Linked DNA regions of Macaca mulatta: regions 1 and 2 are each linked to region 3. A link is a contact called in public Hi-C data. All regions are on one chromosome and are shown on one strand. The core of a region is the stretch at or near the end of the contact, and the rest is flanking DNA. Distances in the headings are between cores, read along the strand shown.

Region 1 (3,080 bases), core at 297-2,796, 210 kb after region 3:
TTGCTTTCTGCATACTTCTTGAGGCTACTGTTTCGCTTCAGAGGAGTAGCTCTCTCCCTCTGGACCCCTTAAGCTCTAGGAAGGCACTGGGGTTTCTTGCTGATATTAGTTGGATAGATATGCTGACCTCCATTATCATTGTCCTTTCTATCCCCTTTCTGGCCACAATGGGAGGGAAAGCACAGAGGCCTGGCCCTGCCAGTAATCCAAGGGGAGGCTTCCACTTCCCATCCCATCCCACTCCAGCTACCCCCAAATGTTGATGCAAGCGAGGCTACATCTTCTAGCCTTCCTAGCAGGTAACAAAATAAGCCTGTAAGTATGACAATCAAAGAGCCCATATTTTCCAGGTGGGGCTAGATTTCAAATACTCTCCCCCATGGACCCTCCAACAATGGCACTGAAGTTTTAATACAGTGGCATCCAACTTACAGCTCTCAGATTTGCTCCCAGAGTGGCCCAGAAATATTCCACCAGACCCCATGTCTCCATTTGAGCTTTGCCTGATATGCTCAGCATAACAATAAGAGACCAACAAAGAGATAACAGACAAGGCTAGAGGTTTCTACTGACCCTCAGAGGTGTGCCGTGAGCCTGTAAACTGTGGGAGCCAGGCCAAGTCTTATTCCTGTTCCAGAAACCCTCCAGAGCCCTGTGGATCAGCACTCTGCCTGGGGGTGTTCTTGAGTCTAGACCCTTCACCCGCATTCCACACTCCAGATACCACTTGTCCCAGGCCACCAATATCCTAAGCCTCTTCATACCTTTCTATCAGACTCTCCCGGTCCTGCTGTGCTCCTGCCAGGAGGCACCTGGTCCTCCAGCTTGTTTCTTGGACACAGACTGGCTTACAGCCTGTGTCCCCTCATTCACCCATGGGAAGCCCGGACTCAGGGCACTTCCTGTCTTCCTATCAAAGACCCTGATCCTACACCCTATGTGGAATGTGGAATGTGGCTGCAGGTTGGAGGAGAGATTCTTCCCTAGGATCCACGGCCCACCCAGTTTCTCCCACTTCCCCAGCGAACCAACAGTACCCTTCCCCCGCACCGCCCCACCCCACAACACTGCCGGCACAGCCTCGTGTCCCAGACAAATTTCCAAGGCAGGATGGATCCAAGGCACCATCTGGTATGCCTGTCTGCTACCTGCCATCACCCCCGCTCCATCTCACTCTCCCCAACCCCTCCTCCAGGGCACCCTGCAGAAGTTCGTGGACGACTTGTTTGAGACCTTGTTCAGCACTGTGCACCGGGGCAGCGCTCTCCCCCTGGCCATCAAGTACATGTTTGATTTCCTGGATGAGCAGGCAGACAGGCACAGCATTCATGACACAGATGTGCGGCACACCTGGAAAAGCAACTGGTAAACCCTAGGGGAGCTCGGCAGGAGGTGCAGCCTGGAGAGGCCTGGAGCTACGAGGGATGAGGACCAGGAGACGGGAGGGTGGGAGGGTAGCCTATTCTCGGCTGGGGCTGGGTGATCCGAAGCTCCTGGAACAAATAGTGCACATATGCTCTGCAGAGCCCACACAGTCCCCAGCTGCCTGTGCCAAGTAGGGTCTGCCTGGCTTGAGGCCCAGCACTAGGATGCACCCTTGAGTCCCCCAAGAAGAGCCTCCTCCCCTGGCTGTGAGATCTCTGGTTCTCAGGAGAAGGGAGCTGAGGGAGCCCATGCAAAGAACTGCATTGGAAGCCTGCAGCAGAGCTTCACAGCCAGGCATTGTGGGCCATTCTGAGTGGGGCAGTTCTAAGGCACTTCCTGAGATGGGGAAGCCCTGAATCAAACTGAGACCCCTGGTGAAGTTGGTCAGCACTGGAGAGGGAGTTCACACCTGCTATAGACTTGAGCCCACTGACAGGGAGGATTTCATTGCAAACTTGATCTCTTAAGGCCAAGTGATTATCCTGGCGCCATAGCTTTCAGGAAGCAGCAGGCAGAATGCCCTGTAGGCATGACTCTCTCCCCTAAAGTCACCTCCGCAACCAGACCAGCAGTGGGAGAAGCCCTCAGGCCCCTGGTAGGAGACTTTATCCTCATGGGTTTTGAACCTGGACCACAGACCAAGCTAAAGACTGGCTTTCAGGTCAGACAGGACCCGGCCAAGAGCTGGCATCAAAAGGCTTCCTTTGGGAAAGAGCACGGAGAGGGGAGAGGGGAGGTCCAGGCATTTGGGTTGGGCAGGCAGCCCATGCAGCTGTCTGGAGTCAGCGGTCTCCTCAGAAAACAGAGCCGACACAGATGGGCCCAGGCTGTTATTTGGGAATCAAAAGTCCTAGCAACCAACAAAACACTTTGGAAAAAGCCAACCCCAGTCCCATCTATTCCTTCCTCCTCCCGGGTCTTGTGGTCGCTGAGCCTTCCTCAATCTGCAGCTTTGATCACAGTGGAGTGAAATGGATAAGCTGGGGTGGCCCTAGGGTTAAGAGCCCACAGTCCACTTTGCCAGGACAGGCCTTCCAGATCTGCATTCCCTGGACAGCACATGCCTGTCCCCTTTGCTTTGGAGCATCCCCAGCCCAGTGCTGGGAGAGGGCAATTCAGGGGAAATCAAGAGAAAGTCCAGGGTTATCCCCATCTCTGTATCTTCGGTGTGCTGGCCAGATCCAAGTAATAGAAATGCACTACCCTGGCATCGTGGTGTGGAGAGAGTTTCCTTACCCAGACCTCAATAGCAAATGTCCAGGGAAGGATTACCAGAAACTACCCAAGGCTGCCAGAAGAAGGGGAGGGCAGAAGAGATGAGTCAGCTCTCAGCTGCAGCAACTCCTCCCGGGCTAAAGGAAAGTGAAAGATCCTGTTGTGTTTTGGAGGATAGGCAGAAATCATCATGGAAGAGCCCAAGTCTGGGTAATGCAGATCTTTCCCAAGACCTGGCACTACTGAGACATTTGGGAAAGTTTGGGGCCCATGAGAGTCAAGAGAAGATGAAGAAGGGGAAAGAAGAAGAAGCTGGGGAGCTGGGAACATCATCTCAGGCTGGAGGACAAGCCTGCGACAGGGCCTGTTCCACAGAGGAGTCAAAAGAGTTAAAGCCCAGGAGACTGCTGGAAAAGAAGGCAAAGCTGGGAAAGGAAGTA
Region 2 (3,068 bases), core at 260-2,759, 140 kb after region 3:
ATAATTGGATCCAGGTGGTATATTTGGTTGGCTGTAAAGAGTCTGTGCCATACTATGAATATTATTTGATGGGAAAAGTTTCTCCTTTCCCTTTTTGAATGTTTTCTGTGTAGGCAGGATGTCTCAGCCCAAGCCCAGCTGAAAGCTCTTCAGAGATGAGTTTGTGCCACTCAATAGCCTTTCCACAGAGTTAACCATTTTGAGTACTTGCTGCTGGCTTGCCCAGCTCTCGGGAGGATGCTAGTGTCAGGCAGAAACAGATGGAGCCTTTGCTGCTACCTCTAGCGAAGACAAGAAGTCTTAGGCCTGCAACTCAGAGATACTTTCAGCTTAGACCACCTGCCTTATGCAGGTAAAGAGATTGGGGACATTGAGGCCATGGCCTGCTGCCCAGTGTTACCTCTTTAGGGGAGTTGACAGTGCAAGTGTGAATAGACGCAGGACTCTGTGACACACACCTGCTAGTCGTCACAGCCTAACCTCACCGTGCCCTCTTTCCTCTCTCTGCCAGGTCACCAGGGTCCCCGTGGAGTCATGTGAGCAGTATACAACTTGTGGGGAGTGCCTGAGCTCTGGGGACCCTCACTGTGGCTGGTGTGCCCTCCACAACATGTAAGTTTGGGGTATCCTGGAAAAGGGTTTGGCATGCAGAAGACCTGGGCTTTCCTGGAATGATGGGATAATGACAGCATTTTGCAGAGAGAGGAATTGTCCTCTTCAGAGCAGTGATTCTAATCGTGGCTTCAGTGTTGAGAATGGGAAGAGGCAAAGAGGCCACGGGTGGGCCTTCTTTCTAAGTGCAGAGCCTTTGCCTCTCTTCTTTCATTTTACTTCCAAATTCAGCCCTTCAGCTGCTCCGAAGCGAGCTGCTTATATCCTTGTGTCTTTGAAAGAACTCACAAGGGAAACTGTAGTCTTTAGGTTTCCCCAAAACCTCCACAGTGTAGCCTGAAATAGGTGCCCCTCTGTGCCAAGAGTGTGCAGATGGTGATGCACTGGCATTGGGAAGCTTAGACTCCAGCTAGCTGCTGTGTGACCCTGGATGGGTCCTCTGACAACTCCAGGCCTCTGTTTCTCCATTGCTGTTTAGGAAAAATGCCTGTTTCACAGGTGAATTGTGAAGACTAAATGAAGTAATAAATGCTTTGGTAATAAGGAAGCCCAGAAGAGGCTACACAAATCAGAATAATTATCATGGACCCTGTACCCTTGGGAGGACCCTTCTGGCCTCATTATTTCATGATTCCAAGAAGTTTGCATCTCACTTCAACTGGCTTCATCATCTGCCATTGAATACGAACTGAATATAAATGCTAAATCACACTTAAACTTTCTAATTTGAAGAGCCCCAGGGGAAGAGAAAGGGTGAAAACCCCGAAAGACAGGAGCTGGCTAGGAATTCTGTTGCCCAATGGAGTTGGAAACTCCAGGGCTCTGTGCCAGCCAGCAAAGCATCTCCATGAAATGAGCTGGGTTTGGGGTGGAGGCGGAGGCAGAGGGCCAGAGTTCAGGGTCCTGCACAATAGCTCTTGGCTTCCAGCCTCTGCAGCAGGTGTTGGGAGGGCTCTGGAGGGAGGGAGGGAGGCTGGCGCCTCACAGATGCAAAATCTGGACTGGATTTGAGCCCATGAATACTGGGTTCCCTGCTTGGGATTAGGAGGTAAGAGATTCCTCATAAAGTTTTGCAGAAATGCTCTTAGCAGACCTGGATGGTGTGCCTCCATTTAGGTCGGACAAGTGGTAGATGCTCATGTTGTGCCCCAGGAATGGCAAAAGCAGGTAAATTTTGGTTCCCTGCAGTGAGGCTGACCCACCAACCAGCAGGCAGGGTCTTTCCTCGAAAGAATTTCTTTCTCCAAAGGACCTGACAGCCTTCTGCCAGCTCTGTGCGAAGGGCCCTGGGCGGCCTGCCCTCTAGCTCTGCAGTGGTCATGTCTGGTGGTACCTCCTACTCCCCATGCCTCCCCCACTCTGTCCTCCCAGCTTCAGTGCCTGTGGCACTTCTCCCATGTCGAACACACCAAAATGATAGATCGGGGATTATCATTTATTCAACAGCAAGGACGTCTGCTTTCCCCGACTTGAACAAGTGCCTATAGATCTATCGACAATGCCTGGGCCTCCCCAGTGCCACAAACCACCCCGTCTTCCTCGTGGTGCAGGTCAGCTGTGACTGCTGGAATGAGCCACATCAGGATAGTCCCAGGTTTCCTCTGTTCCCTCAACTCCTTAACTCTTCAGAGAGTCCTCGCTACCTACCAGGGCACTCGTCTCTCGGCTACTCTGCCCCAAGAGCTCATGGAGAACAAGATTTTTGCTGTTTATACCCAGAGGTTTCTTTGCATCTGGTCATTCTCTTCTCCACCAGACCCTCCTGCAGCGCTCTCCCGCCTGCGAGCAGCAGCCTGGTATCGGGCATGAGGAGATGGGGGAAGCTGCAGCTCCTGGGTCCCCACGGAGGCCTCTTTAACGGAGGCCGAGGGCTGAGGAGCCTCTGAGGGGGTGGGGGGATTTGAAGCCTTCCTGTCTCTTCTGTATGCCTTGCTCTTGCAAGTGTGTTATTGTCTCCAAGGCTATTTATCTCTGTTAGGGCTGTTGCCATAAATAGTATGATAAAAAAGAGCCATTTCAGTGAGTCAATGAGATAAAGGCTCCAGTCAAGAGCTCACTTTAGAGCTATCTTAAGGATTCACTTAAACCTCAATAATTCTTTTCTTTGACAGCATTCATATTTAGATCCATTATGTGCCTGAAAAGGAAGAGGGGAGGAGTTTGGGGGGAGTTAGGGTGCGAATCACTGCTTGATTGTGGAATCGCTAGTGTCCCTATGGCTATTTGATTTGGATACACTGGCACCAGCCATGGAGCGGGTTTCCATGTGGCAAGGCAGGCAGCAACCTGAAGCTCCCGAGTGCTGGTGTCACCTGCCCACCTGCCACTGTGGGCAGGGGGAGCCTAGAGCCCGAGATGAAGATGTTGGGAGAAACAGCCAAACAAGTTTTCTGACAGGCAGCCCTGGCTGCAGTGCCTTGTCTGGCATTATTTCGTGACACAAATATTTATTTAAA
Region 3 (3,210 bases), core at 24-2,523:
CTTTCTCTCTCTCTCTTTTTTCTGGCTCCCTTTCTTCATCCCTCCCTCCCTGCCTTTCTTCTGCCCCTACTGCTCTAAGAATTTCGTGCAATTGCTTTTAGGTTTTCTGTAGTGATTTATATTGTTTTTTCGATTTATACCACTGAGGACTGTGGCCACGAGAGGGCAGTAGAGGAAGCTTAACAGAGTACTTGGACAGGAGTAAACTCGTGTGAGCTCTAATCGCCAGCAGGGACTACGCAGACCCTGCGAACTCGCTGGGGTCCAGCTTGCAGGCCCCTTCCGAAAAGCAGTGTTTAGAAGCTGCAGAGTTACTGAGACTGTGTAGCAAGGCATCAGTGGCCTTGAGGGCACCGAGGCATTGTCGTCCAGAATCCTGAAACCTCTCACCTTAGGTTATTAAAATAAGTTATCTTATCGCCACCCCTCTGATTCCCCTGGCAAAAAGATTCTCTGAATTGGATATAGAAAGCTCTTCTCCGGTCCCCAATGCCCTCATCCAAGTCGGGACTTCTCAGATGCCCAGGATCCCTATCAGGGCTGGAAGCCTGAGATTCAATTCAGAGCAAGGTTCATCTTCTCGTTGCAATAATAATAACAACTTCAAGCCTTATTTGACAGCTTGCTGGCTTTTTTTTTTTTTTTTTTTTTAATTTACAAGAAGAGGAAATTTGCTCCCACAAATTCCAAGACTCTAGTCTCAACCCCATCAGACAAGCCCCGTTCCTCCCCGCTCACCCCTCACTCAAAGATCAAGAGGGAGGTGTGCAGGATGTGCGCGGTGACAGGTGATGCGAATGGCGGGGGAGTCCCTGTCCCTACTGCCCTCACCCACTCTTCCTGTGTCCTGAGCTCCCCGCTAACCCCAACGCTCGACCTTCTATCTCCACCGGGGGCTAAACCAGCTGGGTTCGCAAGGCCCTACTCGAATTCCCGGGCCCTGGTAGCATTTTCCTTGCCCCCTTGGCTACTTAAGGTGGCCAATGGGTCCGGGCTGAGCTGGGCGCAGGACAGGCAGCGGAGCGGCCTCCGGATGCCAAACCTGCTTCTCCTTTGTTGACAGCTTGCGGAGGAGGAAGTCCGCGCGGGCGGGGGAGGGGGCACGGGGCTGGCTGTGGCGGGCGGTGCCAGCAGCGGGCGCGGCCCCAGCTCGGGCGGCCGCGGCCGGCGGGGAGGGGGTTAACGCGCGCGGCCTCTATGATAATGAGCTGCATGGTAAAATAGGGAGGCCGGCGCTCAGGGCTCCGCCGCCGCCGCCGCCGCCGCCACCGCGGGAGCCAGAGCTGCCGGGCTGAGAGGCATCCGCGCCAGACTGGAGCGGGAGGGCAGCGGAGCGCAGTTGCTGAGAATTTTTCAGCCGAGAGGGCGAGCGATCCGGAGAGAGACCCCGCGAGCTTGGGAACGGTAGGCAGCGCGAGGGCCGCAGCCGGCGGAGCAAACCTCGAAATAGATCTGGAAAGCCAGGCTCCCGGAGGAAATGGGACTGTGAACGAACCGGAGAGCAAGAAGGGAAGGAAGCGCCGGGATTGCTGATGTCAGAGGAGCCCGGAAAGTCGCGCTGGAAAAATCTGAAGACAGCCGGGGCTCTGCTTCTTCCCCACGAGAGACACCGCCGGCCACCCCCACACGCCCCCTCGGCGCCTCCAGGTGCCCCCAGCGAGCCGGCGACAGCGCCCAGCCGGGCTGCTGCGGGGCGACGGAGGACTGAGGGGCGCGCGGAGCGGAGACCGCGGGGCGACTTCAGGAATACAGATAAGTGGCTGGTGGCTTGACGTGGATTTTAATGAATTTGGACTCCATGTGGATTTGGTCTTCTCCCTGATTCGGAGCTGCGGGCAGGGAGAGGGGCCTCGCGCCGCCCTCAGCAGCCGGCGGCCGAGGCAGACCGAGCAGGGACGGAAGGACAGACCGACGTCGCCGAGCTGGGTAAGCGGCGGCTGGGCCGGACGCTCGGAGTCGGCAGCGCCTTCAGCCTTCTCCCCACAGGCGCGCACACCCGTGGCGGCTTCTCCCGCACCCGCCTCTTTGGGGCCCCGGCCCCAGGCAACCGGGCTTGGCCGCGGCGGGCGAGTCCCCGTGTGGGCTCGGCCACTTTCGCGGGCCGGAGCGCGGCGTGCGCGCGATCTCAGGCTCACTGGAGCCGGTGCCTCCCGCCCAGGGCTTCCCGGCCGGCAGCCAGCAGGCTTCCCGGCCGCGGGCTGAAGGCGGCAGCAGCGCTCCGCGGCGCGCCTCCACCGCGCACCTGCCGGCGCTCTGCGGCTTTGGGGAGCTCGGGGCGGCAAGGCTGTCCCGAGAGCTGGAGCCCAAAGAGGGCCTCGGTGGCACCAGCGAGACAACCCAAAGCCACAGTGGCCAGCGATCGATTTGGGGGCGTTCACTCCAGTGCCAGAGTCCCTGGTGGCCGCCGGCTGTCCCTTCAGATCCGGGACTGGAGATCAGGGGAAGGGGAAAACATCATTTGCGCGGGTTCCATAAGGCTCAGGGAGAGATTCCCAGGCACTGAATGGGTCTGAGTGTTTCATCTCCCAGGACTCCCTTTGCAGTGTATCGCCCAGCAGGGGTCCAGCCCCATAGTTTGAGGACCACGCGAGTGCTGGGGGTTGAAATGGGAGTTTGCTTAGGGTCCCAGAGGCTCCTTATGAACCATTTGAGAATATTTCCTTCCATGTGCTCTTTCTTGCCCCACCCCACAAGTTAGGTAGGGATCCTGGAAAATTCTAGCCCTTTTTATCCATCCCACAGGTAGTCTCTATAATACCAATCATGGTCTAGATGCCCAGAGAGTCACCAGAAACTACCATTCTAGGTCCCCGAAAAAGTGTCCACCTGTTTGGAATGACCCTTGCCCTAGTGGGACCTACCTAATCAAACTCAGCTCTGCTCAGGAGGGATAGAAATAATGGGGGAGAGGAAGTTGGATAAGAGATTTGAGGTTCTAGGTCAGCAAGGGTCTAGAAATGAGAGCCCCAGGAGGTGGGCAATGGAAATATGAACAGGATTCCTGTAGGAATCTAAGATGTTAGAGTGACAGTGGCACATCATAGAAGGTACACAAGGGACATGAAGGCAGGATCAGTTTGAGGGGATTGGGACTGCCAATCACAGCTTGAGGCAGTCACTTGGGGGCCCATTGGCTTGGAGGAACCCACAGAAATTTGGGGTCACATTCATTTCCTTCCATTCACGTGCCCAGTGGACAAGGCTTATGAG

Evidence for each region. A called contact is a pair of places that touch in the nucleus more often than the background predicts.
Region 1: a contact with region 3 is called in a Hi-C map of fetal cortex germinal zone, with 2.3 times the contacts expected there. The contact joins the enhancer-like site here to the promoter of PLXNA2 in region 3. A contact is called at or near these places in 6 of 14 Hi-C or Micro-C datasets (blood, cortical neurons, fetal cortex germinal zone and 3 more).
Region 2: a contact with region 3 is called in a Hi-C map of fetal cortex germinal zone, with 2.4 times the contacts expected there. The contact joins the enhancer-like site here to the promoter of PLXNA2 in region 3. A contact is called at or near these places in 3 of 14 Hi-C or Micro-C datasets (cortical neurons, fetal cortex germinal zone and liver).

What each region holds. Positions count from the first base shown.
Region 1 is chr1:65,769,472-65,772,551 of T2T-MMU8v2.0, reverse strand. PLXNA2 (plexin A2) reads left to right here. Exons shown (of 32, transcript XM_001110951.5): 29 at 1,196-1,365. Among named protein-coding and RNA genes, the nearest start is that of CD34, 120 kb to the right of the region's middle. Within about 2 kb of position 1,546, at least 6 of the 40 cell types and tissues checked have an H3K27ac peak or open chromatin away from gene starts, as enhancers often do. A contact at or near this core is called in fetal cortex germinal zone, where this site is marked.
Region 2 is chr1:65,840,687-65,843,754 of T2T-MMU8v2.0, reverse strand. PLXNA2 (plexin A2) reads left to right here. Exons shown (of 32, transcript XM_001110951.5): 5 at 512-612. Among named protein-coding and RNA genes, the nearest start is that of PLXNA2, 140 kb to the left of the region's middle. Within about 2 kb of position 1,509, at least 11 of the 40 cell types and tissues checked have an H3K27ac peak or open chromatin away from gene starts, as enhancers often do. A contact at or near this core is called in fetal cortex germinal zone, where this site is marked.
Region 3 is chr1:65,981,945-65,985,154 of T2T-MMU8v2.0, reverse strand. PLXNA2 (plexin A2) reads left to right here and starts at 1,273. Exons shown (of 32, transcript XM_001110951.5): 1 at 1,273-1,926.